2 separate regions of the Mus musculus genome follow, and region 1 is linked to region 2. Evidence: chromatin contacts called from public promoter capture Hi-C data. All regions are on one chromosome and are shown on one strand. Each heading gives the region's core, a stretch centred on a gene start, on an enhancer-like site or on the middle of the called end of the contact. The rest is flanking DNA. Distances are from core to core; before and after follow the strand shown.

Region 1 (6,167 bases), core at 1,861-4,360, 570 kb after region 2:
GGCTGGCCTTGAACTCAGAAATTCACCTACCTCTGCCTCCCAAGTGCTGGGATTAAAGGCATGCGCCACCACGCCTGGCTCAATAAACAATTTTAAAACTATCTAAAACAAGCAAGACCCCCTTAGTTTTGGTTTGTATGGACAACAAAGCAGTCTCCAGGGAAAAATCCTTAAAAGAAAAGCAGCAGCATTAAACAGCAAGTAAAACTGAGTTTTAATTAACTGACAAAAATCAAACATTAAAAAAAAAAAGATGATGCAGTGGAAATTCTACCACTAAACATAGAAATACTTCCTCTGAATAACTTCTTGTGCATGAATTTATGTGCATGTAAGCCAACTACTTCAGATTCCACATTGTATGCAGAAACCTGGAGCCAGGGAGATAAAAATGACTCAGACAAAATTAAATGACAACGAAGCTGTGGCAAAACCAAAAAGAAAACTATCTGGTTCTTGGCCCTAGTTGTGTGCTACTAATTTCTAGGTTTCTTCAAACATATTTAGACGTGTGTGCATATGACAAGTCCAGTTCTAGAACAGACTACCAAAACATTAGTAAAAATTTACATGGGTTACATGTGAAGGATATGTACAATAATAAGGTCTAGAATATCCAGCTCTGAACACTTGTCAGCCAATTATCATATATACTAACATGGTCCTCTCTCTAACATTGTATAAAAACAGTAAGAGAAAGTGTATACAGACAGAAGATAAAATGTAACCACAATGTATTCCAATTTATAGTCATTTTTAGACTCTCATCAACTTTTGTTATAAGTGATCAGCTAACCTGAACTAGCAGACAGGTGGACTACCAGGCAGCAAAGCTTTTAATCCAACCTGCTGAGAATGAATTGAGTAACTCTGCGTCAGTTCCCACCTCTTTGCTTTAATTCCCCCATTTAGCAAAAAGGAAGAGAAAAAAGAAAGAAAGAAAAAAAAACATTTAGAAACACCAGCAAAATTCTAAGTAGTATATACATAAATTTCTAAGAACTAGCTATAAGGAGAGTTGCTTTTTTTATATAACTAAAAAGACCCTACAGATTATTTAATCCACTCATTTTGTAGATAAGGAATTTGAGGCAAAAAGATGGCCTTATCTGCCCTAAATTGTTTAATAATTTTTAGTGACAGAACTGAGGCAAGAATTCAAATGTCTGGGATCTTTCCTGAAGTCAACTGAACTGTCCAAAAGACAACTTATAAACCATGAAAAGATGGTCTTGAATTATAAAGCACAGAACCTATTTGGAAGTATGAAAGCCAAGCCATAAATACAATATGCTGATCACTAACAGCATATTAGACAAACAAAACTGCAGGACAGCATCTCAACACTGTGTGATTCCAGATACTTCAAATTGGTCATCTTATATTCAACCACATTACTATGTCTTTTATGGTCATGTGTAGCAGAAACATTCTGCTAGCTTGATATTTTGGAAAGCCACAGCTAACCCATGCATACAGCATGTTTAACGTTGCCACAGCCTTTCCTGAATAGAAAATCATCATTCAGGTTTAATTTAAAAGATGGTTACTCGGAATGCAGAAAGGGAAAGTTTCTTTAGTGTGTTCATCACTTTAAACCTGCTGAGTGACAACCGGGTAGCTTAACCACGAAAACCAGAAACAGCAGTGCAATCTGAAACAACCTACACACTCAGGACAAGCAGAGAGTACGGTTCAAGGAAAAGCTGTCGGTAAATCTACTGCTACCAAACACTTGAACTGGGGCTGGTGCAAGGGCTACGGCTAGGGCTGGGTGTCTCTCCCATCTCTGCCCCCCACCCACAACCCCTCGATTTTGTTTTGTTTTGTTTTTCATTCATTAGCTCATCTTCTACTAAGCTTTTTCATATCTTTCTCTCAACACTTGCTTCACACAACAGGAAGGAAATGAAATCCCATTCACTTGGTTTTGTGCCTTGTTCCATTCTACCTTCCTGAGGACTCAGCAGCAAGTGCCTTTAATTAATCACCTAAGAATTACGTCCAGATAGCTCAACTCTATAAACTTACTGTGGATATCTAAAGAGGTCCAAAGGAGCCTACTGAGTCACATAACCAGGCGCTATATATTGGATAAACTTGTCAAAAAGCATTTTCTGCAACAACAACAACAACAACCAAAAAAAGATGTGGACAGCTGACCTAGGATAGATGGGGGACTAAGAATGCATCGGAGCCCAAGGAAAGATGAGAAACGCCAGCCTCTGAGGCAGACGACTTGTGATCCTTACCGAACACCCGGACCCAGCTCTGCTGCTGGCACACTGACTCCAGAAGGATCCGATCCAGCATGCCACCGGCCACTGCTCCGCTGACTGGGACGACCGCGTCCAGATCCTCCGGGGGCAGCGGCGAGTCGGACTCCAGCCCCGTGAACATCTCCGGCCACGACAGCGCCTCCGCGGCTCCTCCGGACGACGGAGACAGCTCCATGGTGTCCCAGAGGGAGCAGGCGGCGGCGGCGGGGCGGGCTTCCCGGCTGCGGGAAAGGGACGACGGCGCGGCCACCAGCACCCGAACGGCTGCGGGCGCGGACACCGCTCACCTCCTTCCCCGCCGCCCACCGCCCGAAGGCCGGGCGCCGCAGCCCACCTGCAAGCGGAGGGTGGGACCCGGGCCGGGAGGCGGGTCCAGCGTGGTCCGGAGCGGAGGCGGGTCCCGGCTCAGGTGCGGGTCCGGAGCGGACGCGGAGCACCCGGGAGCGCGGGCTCACCTCCCGCCCCCACGCAGCCCTGCTCAACCCCCGCGGGCGCGTTCGCGGGCCGCCCGGGCTTGGGCTGAGGATGGAGCTCGGCCAGGCAGGGCTGGGCTCGGGGGCGTCGCCGCCAGGGGCCGCCCCCTCTGACCGGCTCCCGCCGCCGTCGCCTCGGGGGCTCAAAGCGCCGGCTCCCTCAGCCTGAGGGGCGCGCCCCGGCCCAGCTTCTGTCCGCCTGGCGTCGGCTTGCTCCCGCGGAACGCGCAGGCCGGCCCGCTAACTCTCAGGCCGCCGCTCCGGCCGCTGCTTGGGCTCCTCCGGCTCGCGCTCCTCTGAGAAACCCACAAGCCCGGCAGCCGCGGCGCTGGCGGCGGCGGCAGGCGGCATCCCAGGGTGATAGGCCGAAGCAATCGAGTGCCGAGCTCACGGCCGCGTGTGCAATCCAGTAACCGAGCGGAGGAGGAACTGCCGCCGAAGACAGCAAAAATCGGGCACCGAAATACTCAGCGGGCCAGGCCCGCCTACTTTCCTAAGACTATCCTGCTCCGACCGCCTCTCGGTGCGGGGATCCTCGAGCTGCTGGTGGAAGCAGAGACGGTGTTGGGGAGGCGGAGAGAAAACGGGGTGCGGGAAATTTAAAAAGATGGGAAAGGCGCTTCCCTTTTATCTTAGCCCCTATCCTGTTGATTTCTGGACCAATGCTTCTTTCTCGGACGAAGAACATGAAGACGCTGCTTTATCTAACAGTCACCTCGGAAGAAACGCCATGGTTCCTCCACAAGGGAGATCTGGCCCCGCGTCTTGGATCCTGAGATCTGTGCGAGATCCCGGCTTTGCGCCCTGTCCGCCCTGGAGCTGGATTTATCATCAGTTTAGAATAGCATGGCTACGATGTGTGGTGCGGATGGATGGACGAGCCCCGCAAGTACATGAAATGCCCCAAAGCCCCAGCATTAACCAAACAAGCTTCTCTTTTTTGCCTTTGATCTTTGCAATCTGTTGGCTTCTCTTCTAACAGTGTCACTTGGGTTTTATTTTTGGTCTATGTGTAAACTGTCTTCCTCCTTAACATTGGCTTCGTTTTGTGCCCACCCAAAGCGGGATTCACCAATCCAGATTTCAGAGATTTTAGGCATAAGTAAATAAATAAATAAATAAATAAATAAATAATAGTAATAATAATAATTTCGGGTAGAAATTTACCAATTTAAATTATGTTGACAAATCAGGTTTTTCAACAATTTATGAACATGGCTACTTCAAACCAATCAGGAATTTTTCATAATTAGATGATGCTAAAAAATATTTGGGGGAGGGTTTTTGTTGTGTCCCAGCCCACCCCAGCCCTCATTTCTCTCTACTTTGACCTTCTATAAGAGGTCAATCTAATTTTCTAGGTTTTAGGAATTCTCATGTGTTTTTGTGTTTTATGGGAGTTATAGCATGCATTTTATAATTTTCTCCCAAATTTTACATAGAGTAATAGCATGTTAAAACAAGAAGTGACTTTAAAGATCCTCTCACCCTTCCTCTTGTTTAACAGGTGCAGACAGGACAGTCCACATCACCTGCCAAAGCAGCCAGCAATGCAACAGGTACGTCTTACAAGCTCTCAGTGATACTGATTTCTTCAACTCTGATCCTTCAAGAACTCTGTGATTAGATTTGTTAATCTGGTGCTTAGCAATGAAGTAGAGTAATCCCTCCCGGTATATAGAAGCCCACTTGCTTGCTATCTGACTACAGTCAGCTCTCCAATTTTAATAAATGAGAGATAAGGAAGCTAGAAGTTACAGGACCCAGCCCTAAACAAATCTAGTGTTTTCTTTCTCCCTTCTTTCCTTCCTTCCTTCCTTCCTTCCTTCCTTCCTTCCTTCCTTCCTTCCTTCCTTCCTTCCGTTTAGTTTCAAGACAGGGTTCCTCTGTGTACCAGCCCTGGCTGCCCTGGAACATGCTTTGTAGGCCAGGCTGGCTCTGAACTCAAAGAAATAGGCCTGCCTCTGCCTCCCGAGTGCTGGGATTAAAGGTGTTGGCCACCATACCCAACTCAACTCCAATTTGTAAAGATCTCTGAAGGGACATTGTCCTTTTGCAGTAGAGGGAGGGAAGGAGAGAGAGAGAAAACCCTTGGCATAGGATTTCCATTTGTATTGAATTATTGTTGATGTCTCAAAGAGTAAGTGAATATGGACACCAGCCGTACAAATCAAAGTATCTACTCATATGTATGGATGTATTTACCCAAGCTGTTATCCCCAAAGCAGCATTAGGAGTGGTATATAAAATGAAGGGAAAAAGGTTTTCCAAAAATTGATCTAAGTGCCATCATGTCTCTTAAGGGAAAGGCTCTGTCAAACTCCCTCTTATCCTGCTTCCTTAGTAACCTCTGTTTCCATCCAGACCACTAAAACTAGTCACTACTTCACTTTGGCATCCTGAGCTCGTACTAGTTGCACACCATCATCCAGTCACCCAAGTAACATACATCTGGAATGCATCTAATGTCTCTAGGTCTAAAGGAAAATACTTTCACGACATGGAGGGTAAATAATTCTGTAATAGAAACAGAATTTTAAAAACAGTCTTTTAGCCAATGGAAAAATAATGAAGCACAGAGTACTAATAAATCATCTTTCTGAAGATAACTGAATTAAAACTCTAGCCTTCTGCAGGAAAGGATGGCACTGCCTATAATCCCTCCTGGGAGGTAGAAGCAGGAGTATCAGGAGTCCAGGTCACTCTTGGGTACATAGAGATTTGGAGACCAGCCTGGCTACTTGAGTCTCTGAATAAAAACAAACAAGAAACCATTAGTAGCCTAATTTGAGGGGAGGGAGCAAGATAGGGTTTCTCTGTATAGTTTTGGCTGTCTTGGAACTCACTCCATAGACCATTCTGGCTTTTGGCTCACAGAAGAGATCCACCTGCCTCTGCCTCCAGAGTTCTGGGATTAATGGCATGTGCCACTACTGCCCTGCTTAGTTTATTAATAAATCTGCATTCTTAAGGATTTTTGGGTTTGCAGCAGGTAGAGTTGTTCTGATATTTGTGAGGAAAGGTCATTTTTTTTTCCTGAAAGTGATTATCATTAAGAAAAATAACATAGAAAAACAAAAAGTAATAAACCAATTTGTATTGCTCAAGGTAGTTAATGCCACTTGCATTTGTACCTGTGGTATCTCTGCAGTATATTTCTGGATTTTAAAGTGAAAACAGACTTTTGTATGCTATAAATCCTAGTTCGCGAACAGACTATGAAAGAGTTGAAGATTCATTTCCACCTGCTTTGTCCTTCTGCTTTGGAGCTTTAAGATGCTCAGCACATCTGTGAAGTGGATAATCACTGGTCCTCTTGTTCCCCAAAATCAAACCCAACAACTAGGACAAGTGGGAACTGAGATTAGGAACCTGTGGAAAGATGTGAGGAGTGACAGGAGGAGTTTCCCAGATG
Region 2 (6,311 bases), core at 1,416-3,915:
CTTTTTAGCCAAGGTCACAATTCTGGACCTCCTCATTATAACACTTTATCAGCTGGTCTTCACCACTACCTAGTCACTCGGCTGACAGTGACGGAGCCTCCGCATGCTAGGCAAGCAGGACAGGCAAGCAGGACGGCTGAGCTACGTCTCCTCCCTCCCTCTTTGCTCCACTGTTCCTCCTTTCCACTTTCCTAGCTTCTCGTCCTTGGGGGCTCCTTTCACTGTTCTCCATGGCTGCCATTACACCTCACTCTACAGCGCACTCTCTGTAGTTCCTTAGTTCTGCTTTTCAGGATTTTCCACAGAACTCATCTCCATGTTTAATTTTCCATGAAACAAGCCAAATCAAGTGTTATGTGGTCCTAAAATCTGTCACTCCAATTTTTGAAAAATGATGGTTAGTAACAGAAATTGTTCAAGTAAGAAAGCTAAATAACTCTCAAACTTAAAGCTCAGAGGAACCATCTCCCATCTCCCAATCCGACTAGTAGTAGTGAATGAAAACACCACTCAGTAACTGTGGGACACAAACCAGAGCTTAGAAGCTACTATCTTATCTGTCCCCGTGAAAATCTGAAAAGGGTCCAGGAAAACTCCAATCACTTGCTTTCCCTAAAAAAAAAAAAAAAAAACAGAACCCAGAATAGATGGCAACAAACAGTACAGCCTCATAGACCCTCATGGCTGTTGACATAGTAACCACCAATAACCATCAGCATTTTCCTGTTAAGATTCTAGTTGGCTTATTTATTATTTAAAGTTTACAGCCCCTTATATATTTAAATATGACAGAGGCGTTCTAAGAAATACTTCTACAAAAGTGGTAACAACCTCGTCCAGTAAGTAAAGGATACAGGTCCTACAAGACAACTGGAAGGAGTTAAGGCAGTGAGGGGGGTGAAAGCACACAGCGTGTGTAGCATGAGAAGCCCCAAGGCCTCATTCAGCAACTAGGATGCCAAGAAAGCGATGCTTTTGAGTGAGAGTTAAAAACTCAGGTTCTACTTATCATTGAGCATTAAGCCAAGCTATTGAAGATGTTGAAATTCGGGTTTCCTTAGCTATTGAATTACTAAATATTTGTTTCATGAAAAAAATAGTTATTCAAGACTTACTCTTTTGCTCTTTTGGAACCTATTTTTATAGTAGAAAAGGCTGGGCCAGAGGACATGATGATTCATCTTCAGTTCACAGTCAATGGGGAGTCAACGATCCTTTGGGTTTTCTTTTTTTCTTTTAATTCAGGGTTGTGTTTGTTTTTAAATGATACCAATCAACTAACAACAACAACAACAACAACCACCACCTTATTTTGACAATTGACACTGAATTGACTAGTTTTAACTCATCTTGACACAAGCTAGAGGAGGAAGCCTCAACTGAAAATGCCTCCATGAGATCCAGCTGAGGGCAAGCCTGGAGGAAATTTTCTTAGTGATTGATGTGAAAGGGCCCAGTCACCCCTGAGCTGGTGGTCCTATGGCTGGGTGCTATAAAGCAGGCTGAGCAAGCCAGTAAGTAGCACTCCTCCATGGCCTCTGCCTTAGCTCCTGCCTCCAGGTTCCTCCCCTGTTTGAGTTCCTATCCTGACTTCCTTTGGTGATGAACAGTGATGTAGAAGTGTAAGCCAAATCAACCTTTTCCTAAGTTGTCTTTGGTCATGGTGTTTCTTCACAGCAACAGCAACCCTAGCTAGGACAGGAGGCATAATTTTATAGGCAAGTATATTACCTATCACAGAACTTAAGATCAGAAAAAGCATCAATTATGTATTACAGAATTTAAGATTTTTCTTTCACCAGATTTACCAGTTTCCCTTGTTTTAGGTGACTACATATAAAAACAAGGGGTGTGTGTGTGTGTGTGAGTCAGGTTCTCACTAGCCCTGGCTGGTCTGCAGTGTGTGCATGTGTGTGCGTGTGTGTGTGTTTCTTCAGTCAGATTCTCACTTATTAGCCCTGGCTGGCCTGGAGCTCACTGTGTATTCCAGGCTGGCCTCAAGTTCATAGGGATTCAACTGCCTTCCGAGTGCTGAGATTAAAGGTCAAGCTAATAAAAGCAATTTTCTCTTAAACATTACACAATTACTTACAATTTTAAGCGTCCCGGAGGCTGTCAGAATAGCACTGTTAGGTGGCTGCTTCTGGGGAAAGTCTAGCTCCTTACAGCCTGCAGCTACTTCTAAAGTGGATTTCTTTTCTTTTCTTTTCTTTTCTTTTCTTTTCTTTTCTTTTCTTTTCTTTTCTTCCTTTCTCTCTCTCTCTCTCTCTCTCTCTCTCTCTCTTCCAACTCAAAAGCTCTGTGGCAGGCAGACTAAAATGTTTATTTTATAATTGCCTGCTGAACTATGATAGCCTGTTTCCAGATGGTGCCCTTCCTTCAACCTGCACACAATCTCTCCTTGTTAGAGCTATTCAGCCTCCTGCTGATCCAGCTCCCCCAGCCCCACCTCGGCAGCGAGAGGAAATCCTAAGGAGGAGGTTCCTACCCCCTCTCCTGGCTCCAGCTCTTTTCTAATGACGTAATATGTGGGCTGAACTTGAGTCTACTGAGAACGAGAGGGAATCACTCTTCGGACTGTGTGGACAGTCTGTCAGCTGCGGCTGGTTTCTGCACATTTCCATGCAGCAGACAGCACAGGCACAGAACCTTCTCTGCTGCATTAGAGAAGTCCACAGATAGCCCCAAGTTACATAGGTGGCCCAGCAAACTCAGTCCATTAGTGCTGTGAAAAGAAGTTCCTTACTCCTTGGATTCACCGGTCAGAGCAAAAAACGCAGTTACCTCTGAAGTAAAGCCGAACAAACTTCTACACTGATCTCAGAGAGCAAGGGCAAGGACGCACGTTCACGGACTCGCTTTTTTCAACAGACAACAAAGGTATTTTAATATTTCTCTTAGATTTATTCAAAATTCTATGTCAAATGCATCATTGTCCTTTGTACTAGAAAGTAAGAGATTTCTCAGGGAACTTTAGAAGATGCTGCCAATTTGTATCTGAAGGTTTTGTTTTGCATCTTTCTGTAAAAATAGTCATGAAGTGCTTCATATGTGACTACAGATTGAGACATACATGCTGGGTTCTAAACACAAATGCTCTAGTGACATTACAAAATTTTACAAGTAACTCAGTAAATGCCTAAGGCTTACACAGCGAAGGATGTAGGATAAAGGAAACAACTGTGAGCGCGGTGAGTTTCTCTTCTGAACACTGGTGTGTGTGTAAAGACGTGCACCAACTACTGCGATTTTCAAAGTATGGCTACAAAACAAAGCTAAGAGCTGGTCAGCTGAATGCTTGCAACAGAATCTCAGTTACAACTGAACAAAACTCTTCTGAGTCTTTGTTAATCTATGTTATTTCTTGTTATGATTAATCATTTTAAACAATTTCCTACAACAGAAATTTCATTTCAGCAACAGATTAAAGCTGGAAATTCCTTGGAAAAGTAATATTGATACAAACAATAATTAAAACCTCCTTCAAGGTCAGGATTGAGACCTGTCAGGGTCACCAGGATTAAGCATATGAACTCAGAAAATGTCAGTACTGAAGAAAAACTGGCAAGGCCAAAAGCCTGTTTTAAAAAAATAAAAATAAAATAACCTTCCTAACTGTCCCTAAGAGGCAGGAGCATGCCCTCAACATTCTATTGGGGGGCTTGGTTAGTCATGAGAATTATGAAATTGCTACTCACCAACAGCAAGCTTTAACACCAAAGACAGCAAGCGGTTATGGTGGGAGGATTCCCTGACTTTTAATCTTTAGTGGTAGGAATTTTCAACAAACAAATAATAGTAATGTTCAGATTTTGTTTTTTCAACTTTGCTTAAACATTAAAACTCTCAACTCTGAGCTCTGTTAAATACGTATTTTACAGGAGAGTCTGTAAAATCTCGAAATCATACTCCATCTGAAACACCATCATCTCCGTGGCTCCTGCCACGATGAAAGCAAGTCTCACTCACCTATGCAGGCATTTCACAGAGCGAATGCACGTGTGTGTCTGTGTGCGTGCGAACGAATCACAAATGATCACGTCTGTCTATTTTGGGGACATTTCCAGGGCTATTCTTAGGAAGGTCTTCCACCTGGCCAGTCAGTGCTCCTCAGCTAACTTCAATGCCTTTGGCTTCTCTCAGTGCAGGGTACAGCCAAAGGGAAGGGAAGGGAAGGGAAGGCAGCTTTTATCCTCCTTATAGCTGGCAATACAGTACAGAGAAATACTACTAAGAATATGAATATAAGTGCACAAGCTTTTTTACCCCTTTTCTAAAACCCACCAGGCAAAGGCGCAGTTCAAACTTGAGTGACTGTAACTAATTTTCCACATTCCCCTGAGACCTAGGAGAAACCCAACATAAATAGGAAGGGTTACGAGGTGACATATCTATGGCGCTTTCACTGAACATACGTGGGAAACATTAAATAAGAAAGTATTTTTAGACAATGTGAGAGTGAACAAATTTTAAAAATCAATTCTTCGCTTATATCTAGTCTACTACTTAAAGATGTCTCTTAACTCCAATTAAAGAGACAATGCGCTCATCACTGATGGAACAAGGAAGCAAAGAACAAACAGCGACCGGAAGGAGCTTTGAACACCATCTTAAATCTTATGATTGATTTTACGAACCATAGTGACTCAAGGCAGAGTAGACCAACACCCCAAATATTCCTCAAGCTTTTAATTTAAAAGTTCCCTTGTTTTGGTAGCTTATTTCATTCTAGAAAGTATTTAAATAATTTTATGAGTCAAGTCTTCAGTACTGACATTTCCTGAGTTCATACTATTAATCCTGGTGACCCTGATACTTCCTTTCTGTCCTATTATTAAAATAAGACAAGGAGAGTTAGGAGAAATGATATATATTTGCCCAGAGGCTAATGGCTTTTTACCTTATTTTACTGTTCTGTTTCTTTGTTTTGATAAAACTACAGTTAAATTCCAAGAATTTCCTGTAAATATAACTCCAAATATACCATCAGTTTTAGTACAGGTAACTCTTGGAGAGTAAGAGATGCTCTGTGAGAAACAGTGATTCCTCAGGTTTGTATTTCCTGGTGTCAGAAGGCACAACACAGAACAGGAGCCAACTTTCTCACTTGTGTGCCTTTGCCATCAGCCAGCCACAGAAAGCTCCGAGTAAATGGTATCATTTCACTGAGCAACTCCCCAGCTCTTCCCAGTCTTTGCTGTGTTTATTATTTCTCTTCTGGAAACAGCATCTGAGGACCTTGCTTTCCAGTGAGGTGGCGGCCATCTATCTGCACAGCCGCCGAAAGCCCACATTTCACTAAGAAAAGTGTGTTTGTGCGTGCATGTACGTATGGGGTTGCAAGTCAGATTACATAAGCAGCAACTGATGGAGCACACATGGGCAGAGAGGAACGACAGCAACATGGGGTGTAGACCAGGCCAGACTGCAGACAACGGCATGCACATGCTTTTGCACAACACACGAACAGGCCAGAGAAAGCTGCAGGCAGCACATGCCAAGATGCCTTCTGTTACTACAGACACTGTAAAACACAGGTCCCAGGTCTAGTATCTGAATCCCATATGAGTGGTTTTGGTCCTCGGGGACTTCTCTTTTGAAAGTGATACCATTTCTTTTCTTCATTCTGCTACAGAGAGTGCAACTCTGACAGAATGTAGTTTAGAAAGAGGAGCCATATGATGAAACGGTTAACTTAAAAACATATACCCAGATAGAAGACAACCTGGGTTCAAATTCTGGCTCTATCTTTTAACAGCTGTGTGGCTACTGATATGCCTTTAGGGCACCACTTCCTGTACAAATGAGTATCAGAATCATCTGCCTCACCAGGCTGTGATGTTCATATATAAGGAACTGAAGACAGCCATGCCTCCTGAGAGCACTCACTAGGTATTCAGTAGTGTTAGTGCTGTGCTGTCTGGACTACACATAAACAACCGGGGTCGACCTCTTAGATCAAGAAACAAGGGCTGGGGTAGTAGCAAAGATGGCAAGAAAAGGTCCTGAGGTGCCCTCTGCTCCTCGGGTGCCCTCTGCTAGCCTTACAAACAGCAGATGGCATGAAGCTGCTGTGGGGTAGCTTGGCCATGAACCTGAGCACAAACACACTTTGCCCACTTCTTCCCCAGTCTACTGCACTACTCACTTGGGAGTGAACTAAAGAGGAAGGAAGAAATCTAGGTTCTTGGAAAGAGTTCCAGTGTCAGACTGGAAATAACAGGTAATCCTCATCTGCCACAGCCAACAGGGCACAGTCCAAGTACACATCCTGGCGTAGCTGTGGCTGCGACAGATTCTGACCAGGGGCC

What was found. Promoter capture Hi-C pulls out the DNA fragments that hold promoters and counts their contacts.
Region 1: a contact with region 2 is called in a promoter capture Hi-C map of liver, with 2.6 times the contacts expected there. The contact joins the promoter of Rasal2 here to the promoter of Angptl1 in region 2. A contact is called at or near these places in 1 of 39 promoter capture datasets (liver) and 1 of 115 datasets of contacts at active chromatin or transcription factors (bone marrow-derived macrophages).

Annotation. Positions count from the first base shown.
Region 1 is chr1:157,409,485-157,415,651 of GRCm38.p6, forward strand. It overlaps Rasal2 (RAS protein activator like 2), which reads right to left and starts at 3,111. Exons shown (of 18, transcript NM_177644.5): 1 at 2,253-3,111. The coding sequence starts at 2,454. 2810025M15Rik (RIKEN cDNA 2810025M15 gene) reads left to right here and starts at 2,868. Exons shown (of 3, transcript NR_027984.1): 1 at 2,868-3,641; 2 at 4,260-4,311.
Region 2 is chr1:156,836,358-156,842,668 of GRCm38.p6, forward strand. It overlaps Angptl1 (angiopoietin-like 1), which reads left to right and starts at 2,666. Exons shown (of 5, transcript NM_028333.2): 1 at 2,666-2,880. All of the region lies in intron 8 of Ralgps2 (Ral GEF with PH domain and SH3 binding motif 2), which reads right to left.